Linked DNA regions of Zea mays: regions 2 and 3 are each linked to region 1. The links are chromatin contacts, called in public Hi-C maps. All regions are on one chromosome and are shown on one strand. The core of a region is the stretch at or near the end of the contact, and the rest is flanking DNA. Distances in the headings are between cores, read along the strand shown. Region 1 holds the start of LOC100282881 (protein SUR2). Region 2 holds the start of LOC100193678. Region 3 holds the start of LOC100383811.

Region 1 (3,335 bases), core at 263-2,762:
ACTGAAGCCCGTATGCCAAATAGTATACAATTGTACTTACACTAGTATGTATCAAAGTATTTCGTATCCAAAGATATCCATGCAGCTGCACAGAGAATTCTGGATCTGTTTCGTTCAGCTTTTTTCTGACCAGCTTTTCTGAGAATCTAGCTGTAGGAAGAATCTGACTGTGTAGAGAATCTGAGTATCATTAGAATTATGCGCGGAGGAAGATAAAGGTGTCCATAGGACTCAGGATGTAGAAAGTGACGGATTCCTACTATTGCAACGACTCAACCGATTATGTGTTTATGTTGATTTTGAATGATTTTTACCTAAACGAATTTTGTAGAAGCTGACTGAAAAGCTAAGCGTTTGACAATTCGCAGCAGCTTTTGGTAGTCACAGGCTCCAAAAAGCCCAAACAAACAAGCTAGCTTGACGAAAGAATGTTCAAGTGCCTAGAGACGGAAGTTTTGCGAAAACAAGGTGGCCGAGTCGGTCTTCACGAACTAAAAAAAACGAATGTTCAGAATACGCCCAACCGTCATTCTGTAGCTCTGTCATGTACTCTTTTTTTCCCTAAGAAAGATTTCCTATTAAAAAACGTGTTTTTTTTCATAAAAATAGTTTTAAAAAGTACATCTAGTGCAACGAGAACTTTATGAAACTCCAAGTCTTCCTACCATTACATTTCTTTTTTTCGTATGTATGCTATTTATTAGTGGCAATATTTTACTAGCAGATAGCCTGTTCGTTTAACTTTAATCCGTACCGATTTCTACGGGTTTTATAGTATTTTTATCTAAATTGATGCTGCAACAGTTCAAACATCCGAACTTTAATTTAATTTTATCTTTTTTTGCAAAGAAGATTTACACATTTTTATATAAGTTCCAACAGCAGGTTTAAACTTTTTTTTTTCTTCCTCAGGAATATTTTGCGAAGCGACGCATGTGCATCCCCTGGCCCGTGGGTCGTGCAGACTGCAGAGAATCCGTTCTCAAATCCTGCAATCCTGTGTGCCCAGCACAGGTTCCATTTTCTTATCGCTGCTAGGGTTAGACCTTGTATCAGCACTTCAGCAGCGACCACTTCAACCGCCCAGCTCCATTGACCACCACCAGCATGCAGGTAGCAGCAGCAACGGACTACTAACTTTATTCCAAATTAAGTATACTTATAATACTTACATTTTTAAATAGTTTTTTTTGCTACTTTCTTTACTTGTACAATGTAATCGTTACATGTTGAGATATTTTTTTAATGAAGTAAACATATAGTTTTTAGATAATATTGACCGCCTTTTAAAAGTATGACATCTTGGTGAAACCAGCAGCCAAGCACGAGTGCGGCTCCGGTCCGCCGAAAAGACGCTTCCGAAATAGTCAAAACAGGCAAACAGCAACGCGCAGAGGCGTGCGGTGTGCGCGACTAGCCTTCAGCCTTCTCCAGTTCTCTCCTCCTCGTCCCCCCCCCCCCCCCTCACGCCTGGACGGAACTGAAGCCAGCCAGCCTGCCCAGCCAAGGTGACCGGAGACAAGTAAAAATCTCGCCGGTCTTCTCACAGACCACAAACATTGCGCTTGCTGCCCAGCTATAAGTACTCGCCGGACTAGGCGGCCAACTCATCCCATCCCATTTCATCCATCTCGGAGCAGAGGCAACGCAATCCGGCAAAAAGGCGCTTCTTTCTTGCCCTGTTCGGGACAGGACACAGACACAGAGCCAGGAGAAGGAACCGCCGGAGGCTAAGCTTCTTCGTCGTCTTTCCTGGTAAGAACGAGATCCGCCCTGATTCGTCGCGTTCTCCTCTGCGAATTGCTTTCGCGAGGTCACTGGCATGGGGAATCCTCTGCGCATTTGCGGCGTATCTCCTGTTAGCGTTCGCCTCTTCGGTCGTAATGCGATGACATTGCGGTCGATTGGGTTCAAGATTCGTCTGTTCTATCATTCGTTTAGCTAGCCTAATCAGCCGCTGGCTAACGTCTCGGTGCTCGCGCGCCTGCTGACGGTCGCAGGGCGCGCTCAAGTGGCGATGGCATTTGCGGTCTCCGACGAGCTGCTGGGCACCTTCGTGCCGATTGCGGTGTACTGGCTCTACTCGGGGCTCTACGTCGTCCTGGACGGGCTCGGGATGGACGACTACAGGCTCCATCCCAAGGGGGAGGAGGAGGCCAAGAACATCGTTTCCAGGTCGACGGTCGTCAGGGGCGTCCTTGTTCAGCAGGCGTTTCAAATCGCTGTCTCCCTTCTTCTCTTCACGGTAATCACTCTTTCCAACATCTAACTGCCAAAAAAAGTGTGTGATTAGTATTTGGTACTGGACTACTGGTATTTTGTTAGTTATTTTCTAGACGGTGAATTTGGTAAGTAGGCTGCTGTTTACAAAAGATGGTTTTGGTTTGTTTCAACAGCAAAGCAAGCAGTTGTGGATCCGAATCGATTGACCTTTTCACATATATCCTTTGCTTGATGAATTTCTTAGGTTTCTTGTATTTTTTGTCATGGTAATTGATGGAGGGAGAATCGGTAGATTCAGAAGGAATGGCTGAGATTAACTAAGGACCTGAACTTGTCTCGAGCTTAATTGTTCCTATTAAGTAGCTTCGTTTAATTTCACATCGGCACTTGGACTGTTACTTGGAGTGATTATAAAAGTAAACTGAGTTGATGGCATTGAAATTTACAAGCCACTAAAGTTTGACCTAGTGCACTGTATTTATTAATAACATTGTAGAACTTCCTCCTCCTAGTTTTGACCAACATTGGTTCTAGATGCTGCTTGTGGACTTGACTTTGAAATTTCACCTGTGAAAACTGGACTTACAACCATGAAATTTCCTGAAACTGCAGGTTCTTGGTGATGAGAATGGGGCTGTGAGGAAGCAACCTCCGGCTCTGGTATTGGCGTTGCAATTTATCGTTGCAATGTTTGTCATGGACACATGGCAGTATTTCATGCACAGATACATGCACATCAACAAGTTCTTGTACAAGCACGTCCACTCTAAGCACCACACTCTTGTCGTCCCCTACGCTTTTGGAGCTCTGTACAACCACCCCCTGGAGGGACTCATCCTGGACACCATCGGTGGCGCGCTCTCGTTCCTCATCTCTGGCATGACCCCAAGGACTGGCATATTCTTCTTCTCGTTCGCGACCATCAAGACCGTCGACGACCACTGTGGTCTGTGGCTTCCTGGGAACATCCTCCATGTATTCTTCAGCAACAACAGCGCTTACCATGACATCCACCATCAGCTCTACGGCAACAAGTACAACTTCTCTCAGCCCTTCTTTGTCATGTGGGACAAGATCCTTGGAACATACATGCCTTACACTCTGGAGACCCG
Region 2 (3,335 bases), core at 341-2,840, 240 kb after region 1:
TCTCAAACACAAAATGATAAACTGTGGCGTGAGAAGTGCTTTGAATGCGTGGAGATGTTGCACTTAATGTTTGGAAGGTTGGAAAGGGACTTGTGTCTTCAATGTGCTGGTTGGAGGTATTTATAGCCCCACCTATCCAAATAGTCGTTGGAGAAGGAGTGGCAAAACTGCACTGTCGATCGGTTGGCGCACCGGACAATGAACGTCAATTGTCTGGTGCACCACCGGACAGTGAACAGTGCCAGAGCAGATGATCGTTCTAGTTTTGCAGGTGGCCGTTGGTCCTCTGTCAGATGGTCCAGTGTGCACCGACGATCCGGTGCTCCGACTCCTAGAAAAACCTGAAGCTAGTTGGTTCCCTATAATTCACATCAGACAGAGCTAGTGTACACCGGACAGTCCGGCGAGCCTAAAATATGCCTTAGTGTGCCTTGGTGTGCCAGCCTAAAATTGGCGGAAATGGTGTCCTCGGGCCGGACGGTCCGGTGAGCCTCCAATGCGCTCCCAGTGATCCCCCGGTGCTCAGGCAGCAGCCCAAATTTTCTTCTTTTGTCCAATTCTTCTCCAAATCTTTTTGGCTGTCTTTGAGGGAGATGTTATGACTTAGACAAACATAAGTGGTGACAATCCAACTAGTCTAAGTCATATTTTTTGGACTTTTTCTTCTCTCCAACTTAGAAACTTGTTTTTTTCTCAAACTAGCACCAAAATATTGACTTTGCAAACCTGAGATTTCCAACCTCCTTAGATGTGTCAAATAGGTTTCTAGGGGTATATGCAACTTATCCAAAGTGTAAAACTATGCATTCTTTATATTTTCCAAGTTTTACCCTCTCTATGGTTGGTTTTGAGCTCTTTCTGACTTAGAACTGAGTTGAGTGGACTTATGACCCTGTGAATCAAAGACTAGGCAAACTAGTTAGTCCATAAGGCCATTTCTCTTTCGGACACGCAGAACAAGATGCTACATTTCCTACCAATCGTCTTGTCGTGCTTTGTGTTTCCCTTTCTTGTCACTGAGTGCTTGGGTCCACAATTCGGTACCCAATAACCGCATGCAGTGCGAATAGCCTTACTAACATGGAGTTTGGCATTGCCTCCATAGCAAAATTTTAAGGGAAGCTGACCAGAGACAACAAAACACACCAACTCCAGAGTTACAAAGTCCATATTTAAGAGATGTAGTACAATTTTTTGAAATACCTCTTTTGCTACTCTAAAATCCTTAAAAAGCAATATATACATGAAATTTGGAGGTATTTACCTGTCACTCTATAAATAGAGCTGCTCTATCATAAAAAGTTTTGGAGCAGAACGTCTTTGAGGTGAAACAAAGCTATGGTAACAGGACTTTTAAGTTCTCTAGCTTTATAATTTTGGAAACACAAATAAAGATATCCAGAGCATATATTAGGCCCAGGCAACTGGACTGCTTGATTCACGTGCAATGGGCGGGGCCACATCCGTTCTCCACAGCCGTGATTGCTTAGGTCGGGCTCTAGCCCTGTGGGCCGCCGATTCTGAACACCCCAGAACCTTCGTCTATCATTCCGCGAGAGAAAACGCCACGAGCGGACGGTCGGCGGCCGCATATTTCTTCCGCATTGACGGTGGGGCCCGACGCCGGCCACACCGCCACAGAGAGAAACGTTAGGACAGACTGACTGGTTGAGAATTGAGAACCAAAAGAAGAGAGAGGAAGACAGGAAGAGAGAGAGAGAGCGCGCGCTTCCAGGTTTTTAGCTGCAGGGGAGGCCGATAGTTCTGTTCTACTGGAGGAGGAGCAGAGAGCAAGATGGGGTCCGGATCTTTCCTCAAGGTGCTGGCCAAGAACTTCGATGTCCTTGCCGGGTATGATTGTTTGTTCATCCTTTTGATTTCGCCCCCATGCGATTCATTGGTTCTAGGTTCAGCGTTTTCTCGCCATGTGTTTTCGTAGGGTTCGACGTAGATTCTGTACGAGCGACCGATCTTGATCCCTATTGTTGTTGTACCAAGCGACATGGCGAAAGCGTGCACGACGGGAATCTTTCTTTTCGGGTTGTTGGGTTGCTATTGGCAATGGATGAACGCGTTTGGCTCCCTCTTGCCTGAGGTCTCGGTGTTTCGATGAAACTGTGTGACCGGTAGTTGTCGCTCCATACTTGATTTTGCGAAAATCCTAGGTCAATTGATTGGTAGGATCAAGTCTGGGTTTTACTGCAAAATCTTACCAATATTTGTGGAAGGAAACTCACTCCAAAAGGTTTCCTTTTTGTTTGGTAGATAATAGTAATCAACCCGGGGATCTTCGAACTATTTGTATAGTTGTATTGGAATCCAAATCCTTCAAATTTACTTCAAAAATTCCACCCCAATACACTAGATATTTCGAGGTTTCCATGCTAGGTCTTGAACTTCTACGGTTTGTGCTACTGAGCAGTATCCTGATTCCAATGTTTAGTGATTTTGTTTCTGGTCTAATATTTTATCTTGCTTTGTGCCATTTTGTTCTGTTGAAGTCCACCATGTTGTGCTTCTGTAGCTTGGCCTTAGTTTTGTTGTTGGCTACATTCCCTGGATCCACTACATAAGATTGCGCCACTACCATGACTTGTTACTTTGGCATGCCTGCAGACTCTGAGTGCTGCAGAACTAAGTGGTTTATTAGCATTAGGTATATAGCTTGGATTCAAATAGTTTTGGAAAGAGCCGATGCATTAAAGAAACTGTTGGCCCTGCTCTCATGGGAACTAGTACAGAGGCATCATAGTCATCTACTCATCTGTATTTTAGTCTTCATGGACTAGGAAGGATGGAGATGGCTTCCACTGGATGATTTTTATTTATTTTAGTAAAACATGGCAGCTGTTAGCTATATGACTGAGATAGATTATCAAATCATGTCAATGTAATTTCTAAGTTTCTGGTGTCCCTATGTTCGACAATGTTTTCTTGTTGTGATACTGAGTTTCTCTTTTCCCTTATTTTTCTTTTCAGGCCACTCATATCACTTGCTTATCCTCTGTAAGTATCTCCTTTGTCCTTAGTTGACTGTCTCAGTATTTTCCTCTTGATACTATGTCCAGGGGCTAAGCCAGGATTTGTTTTTTTTTTGGGAGGGGGACAAATCAGATTGAGGGGGCTGTTAGGGAGGTATTTTAGCTTATTTGCATGATGATTAGCTAAAATAATTAGTGGCTCCTATAGAATTACAGGAGCATTGGGGGGACATTACAGAGAGCCTGGAGCAATGTTACAGTGGCTCCTAACTATGTCCCAACCTCTGCCTCCCTGTCTTCGCCCCTGACTATGTCACTGGCAGGAGTAAATAGGAAATTGGAGTTGTGGCTAAA
Region 3 (3,335 bases), core at 608-3,107, 190 kb before region 1:
AGTAAGTTGGGGTAGGCTAGAGTTAAAACCCAACAAAAACCATAAGTCAAGGGTGGCGTTACCTTGATCCAAAATAACCATGGACAATAAATCACTTATGGGTGGTGTTACCTTGGGTGCAGTAGCGGTTGAAGCTTCAAAGGTGTAGATGTTGATGGGCTTGAATTGCATAGCCACACTACTAAACTATCATTCCATTGAGCAACCTGCTAGGGTGGCTTCCACGTTGCAACATTCGTCTCCTCCACTTTCTTGCGAAGATCCTCTTGGGAGTTGATCAATAGTAGTAGAATGGATGATGTTCCTTTCATAGAACACATCGATGAAATCACCCTTCCTATTGTTATTATGATCTCCAGGCATCTTGTACTTAGATCGGTCTTATTTCCCTAACAAAATCACCAAAAAGTGTCTTGACGTTGAAATGGGCCATATATCAGAAAGGATTACCATGATCGAGGTCACACACGGCCTATCACATGCAACAAGCAACTCCAAGATTGTGAGACCATTCAAGGGATTGGTTATGCCGATTCAGAACATGTCCCCTGCTGCAAGAAATTGGGAACACCTAGGTTATCCTAGTGTTGGCAAGGCCACCTAAAATACTGACGGATCTCATGGAGAGATGAAACTAATAGCAAAAGATTGAAAATTTTGAGTAAAAGGGGTAGTAGATAGATGCTAAAAAGTTGATTGGATGTTTGGATCTCTTAATCGGCTATGATCCTTTGATATATAAAGGCGTGATCTTATCCTAGTAGAAAACAAGTCTAGAATGTAATATCAAAGTTTTCCACATAAAAAAATAGATCTAAAACCAATTTATAATCAAATCATTTTAGGATTGGAAAGAAAATCAATCTGACTGGTTTAGTTGGGCCTAAAAAGCTTGTTTGGTGAGCCAAAAAGGTAAATTGTCTTGGTTAATTTGGGCAGAGCATAGTCCAATATTGTCTTTTCTTCGCTCGGGCTTCAATTCTTGTCACACCAAATATTCTCTTATATCTTACCTAGAAACTTGGTGGTAAAACTTAAACTCCCCATTAGCATATTTTGAGGGTCAACACATGGTCTGCGGGACCATCAAAGTTCTTGTTCGGTACCTTGAGGAAAGATCCAGGCTCTATATTACCCCTAGTTTTCTTCCTCTAGTATAATAGAACTATGGCTCTTCTTTTGTTCTGATGTCGTTGCGTTTAAGGGATGTTTGCTATGACTCTTTCTAAGAGGATGAGCCGTTAGCATTTTAAAGAAATCATATTTGTGGCCCTCTAGAAACGGTTGGCTTTTATTTTTTATTAAACCAAAACGACTTTGACTATTTTATTTTTCATTAAAACAACTCTATAAAAGTATTTAGTATGATATATTTACTATTTAGGTTTGTTTGGTTAGGTATAGATTGAGTGAGATTAAAGAGGATTAAATCCCCTACTATTTAATGAATGTAAGGGGAATTAATGTTCTCTAATTTCTCTCAATTCACCTTAAACTAAACGAGCCTTTAGAGAACCGAATCCAAAACCATGAGCTGCAGGCCAACTCTAGTAACACTGTGTATGTGGGCTGTATTGTTTGCCTAAAGAAAATTAAAATAATGTGTGAGATAAAGAGCGTGACAGGACCTAGCAGCGCGTCCGAAAAATGACTCGCATTCTCGCGACACAGTTGTTGGGCGCTGCATCTTGTGGACTGGTTGGCGGTCTCTTTCTCTCTTTCTTTATATTATTTTCTTTTGGTTCTCACCGACATCGATACCCACGGTTGCCAAGCCCACCATTCACTGACTGATTGGACCTACAGGATCGCCCACCGGCCTCTTTCCGTCTCGGCATCAGCTCAGATCCGCGACGCACTTCGCCACCGGCCACTCCAGTCCCCGCTCCCACTCGGCCACTTCCCCATCCCCGATGGCCGGCGGCCGCGCATTCCGGCCGTCCGCCCCGCGCCGCGCGGCGTTCGCGGCTCTGCTCACGCTCCTCCTCCTCGCGGGACTCTCTTTCCTCCTCTCTTCCACGCCCACCTCGTCGGCCCGTTCCTCGTCCCCGCCGTCCGCGCGCCTCGCCGCCGTCCGCCGCCACGCGGCCGACCACGCGGCCGTCCTTGCCGCGTACGCCGCGCACGCACGGAAGCTCAAGGAGGACTCCGCAGCGCAGTCGCTCTCGTTCTCGTCCCTCTCCTCCGACCTCTCCGCGCTCTCCGCCCGCCTTGCCTCCCACCTCTCCTCCTCACTCCCCGAGGACGCGCTCAGGCCCCTCGAAAAGGAGGCCCGCGAGCGCATCAAGTTCGCGCGCGGCCTCGCCGCTGACGCCAAGGAGGGCTTCGACACTCAGTCCAAGATCCACAAGCTCTCCGACACCGTCTTCGCCGTCGGCGAGCAGCTCTCTCGCGCGCGCCGCGCGGGGCGCATGTCCTCCCGCATCGCTGCGGACTCCACCCCCAAGTCGCTCCACTGCCTCGCCATGCGCCTCCTCGAGGCCCGCCTCGCCAACCCCACCGCATTCGCAGACGATCCCGACCCGTCCCCCGAGTTCGATGACCCCGCGTTGTACCATTACGCCATCTTTTCCGACAACGTGCTCGCCATCTCCGTCGTGGTGGCCTCGGCTGCACGCGCCGCGGCCGACCCCTCGCGCCACGTCTTCCATGTGGTCACCGCGCCCATGTACCTGCCTGCATTCCGGGTCTGGTTCGCGCGGCGCCCGCCGCCGCTTGGCGTGCACGTCCAGCTCCTTGCTCACTCCGACTTTCCGTTCCTCAATGCCACCAACTCGCCCGTGGTCAGGCAGATCGACGCCGGCAACAGGGACGTCGAGTTGCTGGATTACCTGAGGTTCTACCTCCCAGATATGTTCCCGTCGCTGCGGAGGGTAGTGCTTTTGGAGGACGATGTGGTGGTACAGAAGGATTTGGCAGCGCTTTGGCAGGTCGACTTGGACGGGAAGGTGAATGGCGCCGTGGAGACGTGCTTCGGGGGGTTTCGGAGGTACAGGAAGTATCTCAACTTTACGCAGCCCATTGTGCGGGATCGATTCAAGCCCAATGCCTGTGCATGGGCATATGGCGTAAATGTGTTCGACCTTGAGACATGGCGGCGGGATGGTTGCACAGAATTGTTCCATCAGTATATGGAAATGGTGAGCTGCTCCGATCTCTGTTCACAACTTACAAGTGACATTGTGGTACATTGGGGGTTGATAAGTGGCTACATATGTAGTTCTGGTCATGTGTGCTTCAACTTCACCTTTTCACTAGCTTGATGTGGATTCTGTTTAAGTTTTTTTTCATGACCATTATTCATGTGTTGGATTTAAGTACAGGGTGCTTCAGCC

Evidence for each region. Hi-C and Micro-C count contacts between places; a contact is called where the count stands out from the background.
Region 2: a contact with region 1 is called in a Hi-C map of leaf, with 2.3 times the contacts expected there. The contact joins the promoter of LOC100193678 here to the promoter of LOC100282881 in region 1. A contact is called at or near these places in 4 of 25 Hi-C or Micro-C datasets (bundle sheath, ear and leaf).
Region 3: a Hi-C map of tassel shows a contact between it and region 1, with 5 times the contacts expected there. The contact joins the promoter of LOC100383811 here to the promoter of LOC100282881 in region 1. A contact is called at or near these places in 10 of 25 Hi-C or Micro-C datasets (bundle sheath, ear, endosperm and 4 more).

Annotation. Positions count from the first base shown.
Region 1 is chr9:6,145,436-6,148,770 of Zm-B73-REFERENCE-NAM-5.0, forward strand. LOC100282881 (protein SUR2) reads left to right here and starts at 1,513. Exons shown (of 3, transcript NM_001155787.2): 1 at 1,513-1,755; 2 at 2,001-2,245; 3 at 2,836-3,335. The coding sequence starts at 2,018.
Region 2 is chr9:6,383,577-6,386,911 of Zm-B73-REFERENCE-NAM-5.0, forward strand. LOC100193678 reads left to right here and starts at 1,591. Exons shown (of 6, transcript NM_001138771.2): 1 at 1,591-1,851; 2 at 2,980-3,006. The coding sequence starts at 1,796.
Region 3 is chr9:5,951,176-5,954,510 of Zm-B73-REFERENCE-NAM-5.0, forward strand. LOC100383811 reads left to right here and starts at 1,858. Exons shown (of 2, transcript NM_001350729.1): 1 at 1,858-3,140. The coding sequence starts at 1,914.